Linked DNA regions of Mus musculus: region 2 is linked to region 1. A link is a contact called in public HiCAR-type data. All regions are on one chromosome and are shown on one strand. The core of a region is the stretch at or near the end of the contact, and the rest is flanking DNA. Distances in the headings are between cores, read along the strand shown.

Region 1 (5,117 bases), core at 546-3,045:
AATTTCCAAATAAGTTAATGTGGCTCCGCTGGACTCTTAGAATTGATTAGCGAGAGTGCCTTCTCTCCTCACTACCCTTGCTGCTTGCTGCTGGAAGGTCTTTGTAACAGTACAAGGCTACCAGTTCGAGGAGGGAAAGAGTTAAAACTAGGGAGATAATTTCTCAACACTCACTGGAGGATTAATCCCTGGGATTAAAATACAAAGCATTTAGATGAGGTACTGGCCCTTAAACCCTTGTTTATATCCCTGTGATGGTGGTGGGGAGCCAATGGAGGTAGAATTCTCCCCTCCAGCTCCTCAAATAATAAGGATTCCTTTGATCGGTGGATAGTTACTTATCACTTCTTCATTTATGGCACTCAGCTCACTCAAAACAATCTGGGCTGTAAATGCTGTTCCGTACATTTAGCATTATAAAATACTCTTCGGGGTTTGTTATAAACACTCTTTGGGGGGTTCACAGGGATTTGGTGCTCCTTGCCTTAGTAATAGGAGTCTATCTAAGTCGGCTAGTTAGCTTAGCCAACTCGGAAGTGAGATGTCAGAACTCACAGCGCAGATCTGTCTCTCTTGGATAGACTTGCCTGAGCCACTTTCCTGAGGCTGGGAAGATCAGAATGCCACATTGTTTGTTTACAGTGAGAAGTGCAGACATACAGACAGAACCCTTGTGTCTCAGTCAGGGTCTCTGTTCCTGCACAGACATCACGACCAAGAAGCACTTGGCGAGGAAAGGGTTTACTCAGCTTTTCTTCCATACTGCTGTTCCTCACCAAGGAAGTCAGGACTGGAACTCAAGCAGGTCAGGAAGCAGGAGCTGATGCAGAGGCCATGGAGGGATGTTCTTTACTGCCTTGCCTCCCCTGGCTTGCTCAGCCTGCTCTCTTATAGAACCAAGACTTCCAGCCCAGGGATGGTCCCACCCACAAGGGGCCTTTCCCCCTTGATCACTAATTGAGAAAATGCCTTACAGCTGGATCTCATGGAGGCATTTCCCTAACTGAAGCTCCTTTCTCTGTGATAACTCCAGCTTGTATCAAGTAGACACACAAAATCAGCCAGTAGACCTTGTCTTAGCCATTCCCAGGCATTCTCTTCCAACATGGAGATTTGGGATTGCACTCTGAAGGTGCCTAGCGAATGTGAAGTCAGAATAGGGTAGCTGCATAACTGTCGGTAGCCTGGTCTTCCCAGCTTCAGGTGGACTCTACACTAGGAGCGGGGACCTCAGAGGTTGCAACTTATGGCTGATCCTACCCAAGTCATGCATAGAGGGGCAGTGCCGTCTTTATCTTTGTTGTTTTCATGTTCTGAATCATTCTTATAGTTAAGGGATCTCTGTACCATATAGGTTTTTGTGTGTGTGTTACCAAGTAATTCTTAAATCTTGATGGCTTAGAGACCATTCTGTTCCTATCAGATACCCATTTCACCTCTGATATGCTATTGTCATGGTAGAAACATCAAAGCAAATTTAATCTCCCGATGATGGCACTGTTTAGCTCCCAGGTACTGCCAGTGTCTAGAGCTGAAGTCATGGAGATAATTGGCAATGGCTGGCTCTCTGCCTGATACAAAGCTTGTGGTGGAGATATTGTTATAGTAACACTTGCTTTATCAGTACTGTATGGGAGAAGGTAGGGAGCCTAGGAGGTAGGGCATCCATGTTTGCTGAGCCACATTAAGGCATAAACTAAAGACCTAAAACTTCAGACGCAGATAAATAAATGGTATATATACTGACAACTTAGAAAACAACACATGAAACTATGGTTACGTTCAGGATGATGCAAGAGTCCAAAGCTTTATGTAACCGGAGGGATGATGATGCTGATCAAATACAGAGGTCAGGCTGTGTGTTTGTAAAGGTAAATTACAATTCTCTGAGACATATTGCATTTATACTGGGGTCTCCCTAATAAGGTAGAAATACCCCACAGGCCCTAACAGCACTGGAGCTCACGTGAAAGGCAAGAAAAGTGAACGTAGGTTAGTCGTGACTGAGAAGTCCTAGAGGTTTGAGAGTAGCAAGAACAGATTCTAAGAAGGAAATGAAAGGAACACTTTCAAGGAGACTGCTGAAGAGCAGCGGCAGGAGATCTGAGGAAGTGAGTCGTTCTATGAGGGATTGTAGCCAAATACTGTAAAATCACGGCTCTGTGGGTGGGAAGACCTCAGCTGGCGAGAACTCTAGAGGAATTATAGCCAACTGCATACAGCGAGAAACTTTTGTACCAGAGACAACCACTCCATTCCACACCAGTGTCAAATATGATGGAAGAGCCTTTTTGCCACCACTTTGTATTTTGTGTCTGCCTAAGTTAAGCTTCTTTTCCAGTGTAAAGGGTAGAAGGTCTGGCCTCTGCTGGTTGTGCTTTCATTTCCCACCGTAAACGAGCCATTCTCTAATGAATTTGTACAGCGCTTCATTTGTAATTTACAGTGAGATAGTTTGAAGCGAAATAAAAGCCTTAGAAGAGTTAATGCCGCTGCCTTTTGGAGGAACCTGGCATCTTCAGGGACGCCCCATCACACACCGTCCGATTGTGACGTCTGAAATGGTAGCAGGAAATCTTCCCAGTTCCTTTTGGCATTATCACATGCTCTGATTAATTAAGCACTTTTGTTTACATAAACAGGATTTTAGCTTATCGGAGTCCAGAAGGAATTTGAAGAGGAGGATTTTTTAAGTTGAATTAATTGCCTTCTGCCCCGGGGAAAAAGCAGCAGCAAATTTGCAGAGAAACCCTCCTCGGGATTTTTCGAGTTCAAAGGTGATGGGAGTCAGTCTGGCGATCACTGGAGGAAGGGGAGGCAGGTGTGGATGGGGGGGCCGGGAGAGGAAGTGATGTGTCAATCTGTGTGAAACAATGTGTCACAAGCCCTGTGAATACTGTTCACACACATGCTTATGTTGGATTTTAATGTACACTGCTGAGAAAAGAAAGCAAATGCTCGTGGCGTTCCATGGTACCTTGTTATTCCATCTAACGGAACAGACACTTGCCAACTGACTTCCCGCCTATTAAATTAATACCGTGTTAACGAAAATTAAGAGAGGCTAATACTGCTCACACGTATCCTTCAGCAAAAGACAAAAAAACCAAACAGACCCATAACCAAAGTAATTAAATATACTAAACCCTTGTAAACTAACGATTAGAGAACAAAATATTTTTCTTCGTTAAGATGTTATTGTAAATGGATAAACTGTTTTTATAAAACCGTAAGTGAAATCCACAAGACAACGTAGTATTGGAACCTTGAGTATAAAAAGAATGGAATAGTCCTGCTCATAGTTATACTTTAAATATCTAAGTACATTGGATTCCTTGAATTGGGATCCTGTCTTTACCAGAAGCAGCCCCCAGGAAATGCCTTACAGAAGACGGAAGCAAGGAAGGCAGTTTCAGAAGGAAGCCTGGCTGGGACAGCAGAGGAGCAGCCCCGAGCCTCACTGCCAGCACAAGCACGGAGCGTTCAGCAAGTTGACTTGCCTAAGTCTCACAATATAACCAGAAATGAGAAATAATGCCGTGCACAACTCCCCTAGGGAAAAGCTGATGATACTTGTAAACATGGCGTTCATAGAGAGGCTTCAGAGCGTGGCAGTCTAAACGAGAGGAGTTCTGTTGAGTGCTTTGCTCATGGAGACACTAACCATGACTTAGCACCCAGCCTGTCTAGAGGAGGTTCCAATAAATAACCCATCCATCTTGTTTTTGGTTCTTATAAACTCAGCCACAGCTCTCCTGCAATCCCTCTCATTCTCTGATCACAATTTACCTTGCACTGCTTGCAAGTTTCTCTCAACTGCCATCTGGGGCCCGTTATCTCGTTCTAAGTCTCCCCTACTCAGCTGCTCTGTACTGCACATCTTCAGCCTCCCTCATTGTCTTAATCCCTGGTAAACCTGGAACTCCTCCTCATCACATGCCCGAGACTCCTCATGGCCCAGTGATCATCTTTAAGATATGCTGTTTTTCCAAATCAGCCCTTGTAACTTCTTGTTCTGTGCTCTAACTTCCTGAATGATTGAACCACTATAGCTGGAAGCCTCAGGCCATTTCTGACTCTTCTTTTCCTGCAGTTCCTGTCTCTATGTGTTCTTCATTTTGCATGTCCCTGTATCCCACTCCCTGGTCCTGGCTCAGTGTGGCCGTCGTTCATCTAGACATCTTGAGTGGCCACTTAACTACCTCATTCTTTTCAGTCATCACCTGCTTAGGAACGCACACTACAGAGAATGCAAAAGGGTTTCAAATCCAGTGTAGCAGGCCATTTAGTGGTTTATAAAAAATAAAACCGAATTTCCATATTATCCAGAACTTTCACTGGTAGGTAAAAAGTTTAGACTTAGACAAATACATATGTTACAAAGCAGAACTATTTACAATAGACAAATGTTAAAAAAAAAAGCACAAATTCCACCACCAGATGAATAAAGAGTGTGTTATCTGCATACAATAGAATATTATTTAGTCATTAAAAATCAGTACTGATACAAATATCGGTGTTAAGTTAGGAAAGCAAACAAAGTGGTTGTATCACTCTACTTCTATGAAATGTTCACGATACACACACACACATACACCCCAGAACTTTATAACTCAGGTTGCTGGTTGCTAGGTGACCATGCAGTTGTTTCCATGAGGACAGGGTTTCCGGTTGGAGGATGCCAAGATTCTGGTTCCAGGTTCATTCCCCAGTTAGTGATGCTGCATACTGCCCTGTTCACTTTAGAAGGAAAGGTTTCTGTTTGGTGGAGTTTGCTGTAGTTACTTACACAAGCCAAGCAACCTTTCGCTGGCTCCCCCTTGTGTACAGATGGAACTCCAGGTCTCTAGCTTCTCAGGAAGTCCTGTGCAAGCTGGTTAAGCCTTAGCTCCCACCTTCTGGCTGTGGCTGCTCTTCTTTCTCCCTTGCCTTCTCTACCTATGGGAATTGCTGCTCCTGTGAGATAATTTATGTCTTTTACTGCACCCAGCTTTGCCTCAAGATGCTCAGTCTGTCTGTCTTGGTAAGTCCAGCCACACTCTGAGACAGACCCTGAGTGTCAGCTCCCCTGGAAGGTAGCCCCTCCCATTCCATTTTCTGCCCATGGGAGCAACAGT
Region 2 (5,954 bases), core at 696-3,195, 450 kb after region 1:
TTAAAATGCAGCACCTACACAAATAATCCACGTTCCTGTTTTTTTTTTCCTAATTAGGAAGGAACTTTTTATTGAAAAGCATGACATGTATATGCAGTCCAAAACATCAAAGAGTGATCCCCACCAACACACAATGGAAATTGACATTTCAAATATATAGACAGTGATTTGAAAAGTGAGCTTTTACTTTCTCTTTCTCATCCATTTTCTATTTTGTTTTAAAACCACCTTGTCTCAGCTTTGAGACTCCTGTGTTAGGGAGATTGCTGGCCATGTCATAGCTGCCCTTCTTCTGTCTTTTGACTTTGAACATATTTTTTTGCTATACAAAATTTTTTTATTAGATACTTTCTTTATATACATTTCAAATGCTATCCCGAAAGTTCCCTATACCCTCCCTCCTCCCTGCTCCCCTACCCACCCACTCCCATTTCTTGGCCCTGGCATTCCCCTGTACTGGGGCATATAAAGTTTGCAATACCAAGGGGCCTCTCTTCCCAGTGATGGCCGACTAGGCCATCTTCTACTACATATGCAGCTAGAGACACGAGCTCTGGGGGTACTGGTTAGTTCAGATTGTTGTTCCACCTATAGGGTTGCAGAACCCTTCAGCAGCTTGGGTACTTTCTCTAGCTTCTCCATTGGGGGCCCTGTGTTCCATCTTATAGATGACTGTGAGCATCTACTTCTGTATTTGCCAGCCACTGGCATAGCCTCATACGAGACACCTATAACAGGGTCCCTTCAGCAAAATCTTTCTGGCATTGTGCAATAGTGTCTGGGTTTGGTGGCTGATTATGGGATGGATCCCGGGGTGGGGTAGTCTCTGTATAGTCCATCCTTTCATCTTAGCTCCCACGTTCCTGTTTTAAGGACTCTGGTTGAGCATTTTGCTTGCTGTCTCCACACCCTTGCCTGTGGGGCTTCTGTGCTGAGGTTTGGCCACTGTGTCATAGTTAATAGAAAAGTTTGCCTGATCTACATTTCTGAGTATCGCTTTAGTCATTTTGTCACTTGCCTGGCGGGAAATACTTTCAAATGTAGTCTATTTGGGAATGTCTCTTTCTAAAAAACAGAAGTCCTGACTTAAATGATTCTTCTTCACATGAACCATATTCTGTGACTCCCAGAAATTGAAGAAAGGTATCAACACCACATAAAAATATCCTGGGCATGAATTCAATGAGACACCTTTGCTTGCCTATGAGTTTAATGTACGAATTTAACAATGCCAGCTTGTTTTCCAAGGTCCTAGCCAATGTGTCTGGTCTTTTAGGTGATCTGGTGGTGGGTGGGAGACATTGCTTGTTCCAGTGCATCTCCACACTGTTTCCTCTAAATAACGGGCACGCTCGATTGCTGTGGTTAAAGGAACATCTTACCAGACTGTCTCTGACAATGACCCAGAAGAAGTCATAATCCAGAGATCATAAAACCACTAGCTCAGGACCCCTGTGTTTCCAGTTAACTTTTCTCTCTGTTCGTCCAGAGCTCTGAAGAGAGGCTGTGTAATTCTGTATCACCCAGCGACACATTAATGACTAGCTTGCGAAACACTGGAGGACCCTCGAGGGATGCCAACACTAGGGTCCATTTTCCCTAGTTGTTTTGATTAAGAACTTTGCATCCTGAAGCCAGCAAACCGAAGTGCCTTAGTCTCTCTGACTTTACTTCCCCCTTGTAGCCCTTCAAGCCTCAGTAGTTTTACCATAGTAATAATTTTTCCCTAAGAGTTTTAAACAAGACTTTGCCATTGGACAGCCTTTGAAACAGTTAGCTTTGCCTCACTATTTTTTGTGACTTGCCAAAATCACAAATAAAAGGGACTATGTCCTCTAATGCTTCTTCCCTGGTCATTATCTTGGAAAATATGCAGAGTCTGGTCCAAGTAGAGTGCTCCCCAAACCTTGCTGTTACTTTGAGAATAGTTTTAATGAGGCTGGCAGCTGAGCCAAGCTCTCCTGTTGTGTTATTATTTGGGCATGTGGAAGCCCAGGTGATTGATCTGTGTGGGAGAACTGGCAACACTCACATGCCCTCTGGGTAGAGGCAGAGCCTCCAGCAGGAAAAATTAGGGAAAGAGAAAAAAAGGAGAGGAAATGTTTATCGCCCATCTCCTTGCGTTTTATGGCGGCGTGCTGGTGAACTGGGAGATGGATGTGTATATTCATGGATTTCACACCACTTTAAGCACTAATAACATTAAATCAACCTTAATACTTCATGCCAAATGTGTTCTAAAAGAGGGAATAATAGGAATTTTTGTTGACTTTAGTAAAGTATCAAAAGTTACACTGGAAACACATAAAATGCTACAATGCAGAGGTCACAATTATGCTAATACCATGATAATATAAAATATTAAGTCACCAAAATGACAGGATTTACAACCAAGCATCCTCAGTCCCCAGAAGCCCTGACTGCAGGCTCACAGTAAACACACCAGCCTGTCCTCCCAAGGAGTCTGATTACAAATTTAAATATGTATATGATTAGAACTCTGCCAGTCTCCCTCCCCTAGAGACAGATGAAGTAAAATTTGATTTATCTCATACCTGGAAACCTATTGTGCTGGGTTCACTCTTTTGCAGGATCAGTACAAGGTCTGATGAATTTTGCATTTCCTGGGATGCTTTGGGGGAAACCAGGGACGACTGTTAATGGTCTTGAATGTCTGTGCAGTCTCATGGAGTGGGAGAGGAATAGCCAGATGTTTGGCAATGGAGTTCTGGCAGATGGAAACCTCTTCTTAGCCTTCTTTTCTTTTCTCCATGCTCTGCGTTCTGTGCTGAGGTTGGGCTGCTGTGGGAGCACAAACCTCATGGCCTTTCATTTGATTTTATTTGATTGGGTTTTTTTTTTGGTGGGTTTTTTTGTTTTTTGTTTGTTTGTTTTTGGGTTTTTTTTTTTTTGAGAATTTTGCACAATGTGGTTTGATCATATTTAGCCCTTCCCCCAACTTTTCACAGTTCTGTCTGTCCTTCCCTACCCATCTGGCTCTGTGTTCTTTATTTTTATCCACAGCAAATCCATTTTGTGCTGCCCATGTATGTGTGGGAGCATGGCCATCCACTGGAACATGGTCAACTTACCAGGGGCAACACTCTTAAAGAGAACTGTCTGTCTCCCAAGAGTTATCCTTTACCAAGTGTTTCCCAGCTAGGGGTGGAACTTCATGCCCAATTCCCCTCTGCATACTGGGCTTTGGATTGTCTTGAGCCTGCACAGGTCCTGCACAGGCTATCACAGCAGCTTTGAGTGCCCGTGTATAGCTGCCCTGCTGTGTCTTGTAGCTACCTACCACTTCTGGCTCATAAACTCTTTCAGTCCCCCCCTCCTCAAGGATACTTAAGTTTTATGAGGAGGCAATATAATGGTTCTGTTGACCAGTTGTGTACCTTGACCGGTTGTGGGTCTATGTGTTGATCACCATCTACTCAAAACATACTTCTCCAATGTGGCTCAAGAGACAATTAATATGCCAGCATAATAATGAGTCTGTTTAGTACTGTGTTCATTTAGCAGAACAGCAGTAGTAAGTTCTGCCCAAGGTTTATGACATAGCAACCCACAGGTTCTTGACCCAGGAATTGTACCAGGTATGGGTTTATCTTCTGGAGTAGGGCTTAAAGCTAGTCAGAGAGTCATTGGCTATTCCCATGAGAGTCATGCCACTGTTGAACCAGTGGCCGTGCCTTGCCAAGCCTGTTGTTACTGTAGCCCACAGGGTTCCCAGCTGGATAAGACTGATGGGTGCTTTTCCCCTACATTAGTGTGTACTGTGAAGTCTAACCAGTAGGGATGAAGCTTCCAGGCCAGTACCAGCTTGATTTCCTCATATTCTGTCACTCAGGTATATGGTATTCACCAATATGTTCTTGTTCTCAACTTCTGGTTGGTAACAAAGAATATTGACAATACCTGGTAGTATTTGGGAAGGTGGAAGGGGTTATGGGACCTCACTGCCTCAATGACCAGCAACTCTGAAAGACATAGCACATCCCTAGCATCTCCATCTCTCTCTCTCTCTCTCTCTCTCTCTCTCTCTCTCTCTCTCTCTCTCCCTCTCTCTCTAACATCCTGTGGTGTCTAGTAGGGTAATTTTAATTCCATGGTCCCCAAGTTAGGGGTCCAAAAGTTTCTAGAGGACAATACCTTTATCAGTGGTCACAGTGGTCAGGAAAGGCAACAGCATTATAACCAGGCAAACGCTCTCTTAGTAGTGTCACACTTCTGGCCTGATGATGCTAACTTCTGTCTCTTAACCATTATCATTATGTAAATAGAAGCCTCGGTAAAATAAATACATAATTAAACTGTTACTATAAACTAATGTTCCTTAATATTATTCAGCTGTTTTATTATGCCAACTAGGACCCACAAATGCATGTTTACAGGGGATAGGCTCTTTTCTTTGCTAAATGCATAGGCATCACCTGCACAGTAGCTTGCTCCGATAAATAAAATAAATGTGCTCACTCGTTGCCCTGCTCTGTGTCTGTTGGGGCTCATCCTCCTTCCACCTGTAGAATGTAGAGTAACCCTGCTTCCCAACCATGGGACAACCAGCTAGAAGGGAAGGCTCCTCTCCCCGAGCTAGGCCACTGCTCTCACTGCTCTCCACTGCAGCACCATTAATGCTAATATTAAGAGTGGCAGTACAATAAAACTAGTCACCCCCAAAGGAACTCCTAGTCCTGTGCCGTTCCACCAAGCTCTAAAGCCATGGTTTCAAAGCGTTGCTGCCAGTCCCTGGGGCTTACAGCCCAGTTCCTATAGGAGCTGGCACCATCAAAAGAGCAGTGTGGCTCTGTGGCGCTTTTCCCGCTCAGCCCTCCATTTTCACAAGGGCCAATCAATAGTTCTTGATCTCCAATTTTGTGCGAAAACTCTGTTTGTGCTGAGCCCCGCTGGCAGCCACTTCGTTGCCAGCTCCCTCTTCCTGAAACAAAAGGAATGTGTTCTTCCTTTCAACAGGATGGAACTTCTGAACACATTTATTTTCTTCAATTCATGAAGAACCAGCTAGGGTTGGAGGGTTTCTGCAGTTCCTTGTGTGACTTGGAGAATGTGGATGTATGGGAAAGGCATTTCTAGCGTTGTCAAAATTATATTTGTTCCTAAACAAATGGAGTCTCTTTGCCTTCTTACCTCAGAGGCTTAAGTTGGCGTCTTCCCAAGCACAACCTTTTGGATAATAAATTCTTTCTGAAAGGAAGCACAGAGCCCGTTTGATGTTATAAATAGTGTATATAGTGGAAGGGAACGGGCCTGTAATCGCAGCACAAGGCCTGCACAATGTCTGTGGGATAAAGTGAGTCTTATTCTCTGCTCAACACTTGGGAACTTCCATTTGAAGATATATCTTAATGACCATTTTAGTAAGTCGAGGGATTTGTTTTGTTTTACCTTTTTGCTACTAATCTATTTATACTCTCTGATCTGTGGATACACATCTATGACTACAGCCAGCAGACATTTAGAGATGATTCCGTCATCTGCGGCTATCATGGGGCCACTGAGCAGGCTGCTGTGAGGCAAATTACAGGCTGAGATAAGTTCTGGAAAAGAGTAAGATCCTGTGTTCTGTGGAATTCCTAGAGAAATTCCTAAAGGAGATTTCGTTCATACCCTTCCCCTAACTTTGTCCCTCTCAATTCCTCCCTTCAGCCGGTCTCCCTCCTTCCCTATGTCCATTCAAACGCCCACCTCAGAAGAGTCACTTCTGACCAGCTTCTTTGCCCCTGTGGCCTGTTCCCTCAGGTCTCATGCTCTGATTTTGGCAGGCATTTAAAGCCCTGAAAACACGGAGCTCACTCTGTCCCTGTGGCAGTGAGACCCGGCACATCAGTGCATGTCACGGAGGTGTCAGCCCTCTACATCATAACTGCAGTTCATTTCTCAGGCTGACAGTGACGCTCCTCATGAGTAAGGATTAGAACGGGCACACTTCC

Evidence for each region. HiCAR-type assays count read pairs that join an accessible place to other places.
Region 2: a HiCAR-type map of astrocytes shows a contact between it and region 1, with 2.5 times the contacts expected there. The contact joins two enhancer-like sites. A contact is called at or near these places in 1 of 484 Hi-C or Micro-C datasets (nephron progenitors) and 1 of 115 datasets of contacts at active chromatin or transcription factors (astrocytes).

Annotation. Positions count from the first base shown.
Region 1 is chr12:53,296,341-53,301,457 of GRCm38.p6, forward strand. The region is part of intron 1 of Npas3 (neuronal PAS domain protein 3); the gene reads left to right. Gm51419 (a long non-coding RNA gene) reads left to right here. Exons shown (of 2, transcript XR_003950183.1): 2 at 1-5,117. 1700030L22Rik (a long non-coding RNA gene) reads right to left here. Exons shown (of 2, transcript XR_003950182.1): 2 at 2,384-5,117. Among named protein-coding and RNA genes, the nearest start is that of 1700030L22Rik, 18 kb to the right of the region's middle. Within about 2 kb of position 1,796, at least 32 of the 459 cell types and tissues checked have an H3K27ac peak or open chromatin away from gene starts, as enhancers often do. A contact at or near this core is called in astrocytes, where this site is marked.
Region 2 is chr12:53,747,631-53,753,584 of GRCm38.p6, forward strand. The region is part of intron 4 of Npas3 (neuronal PAS domain protein 3); the gene reads left to right. Among named protein-coding and RNA genes, the nearest start is that of Gm35614, 81 kb to the right of the region's middle. Within about 2 kb of position 1,946, at least 13 of the 459 cell types and tissues checked have an H3K27ac peak or open chromatin away from gene starts, as enhancers often do. A contact at or near this core is called in astrocytes, where this site is marked.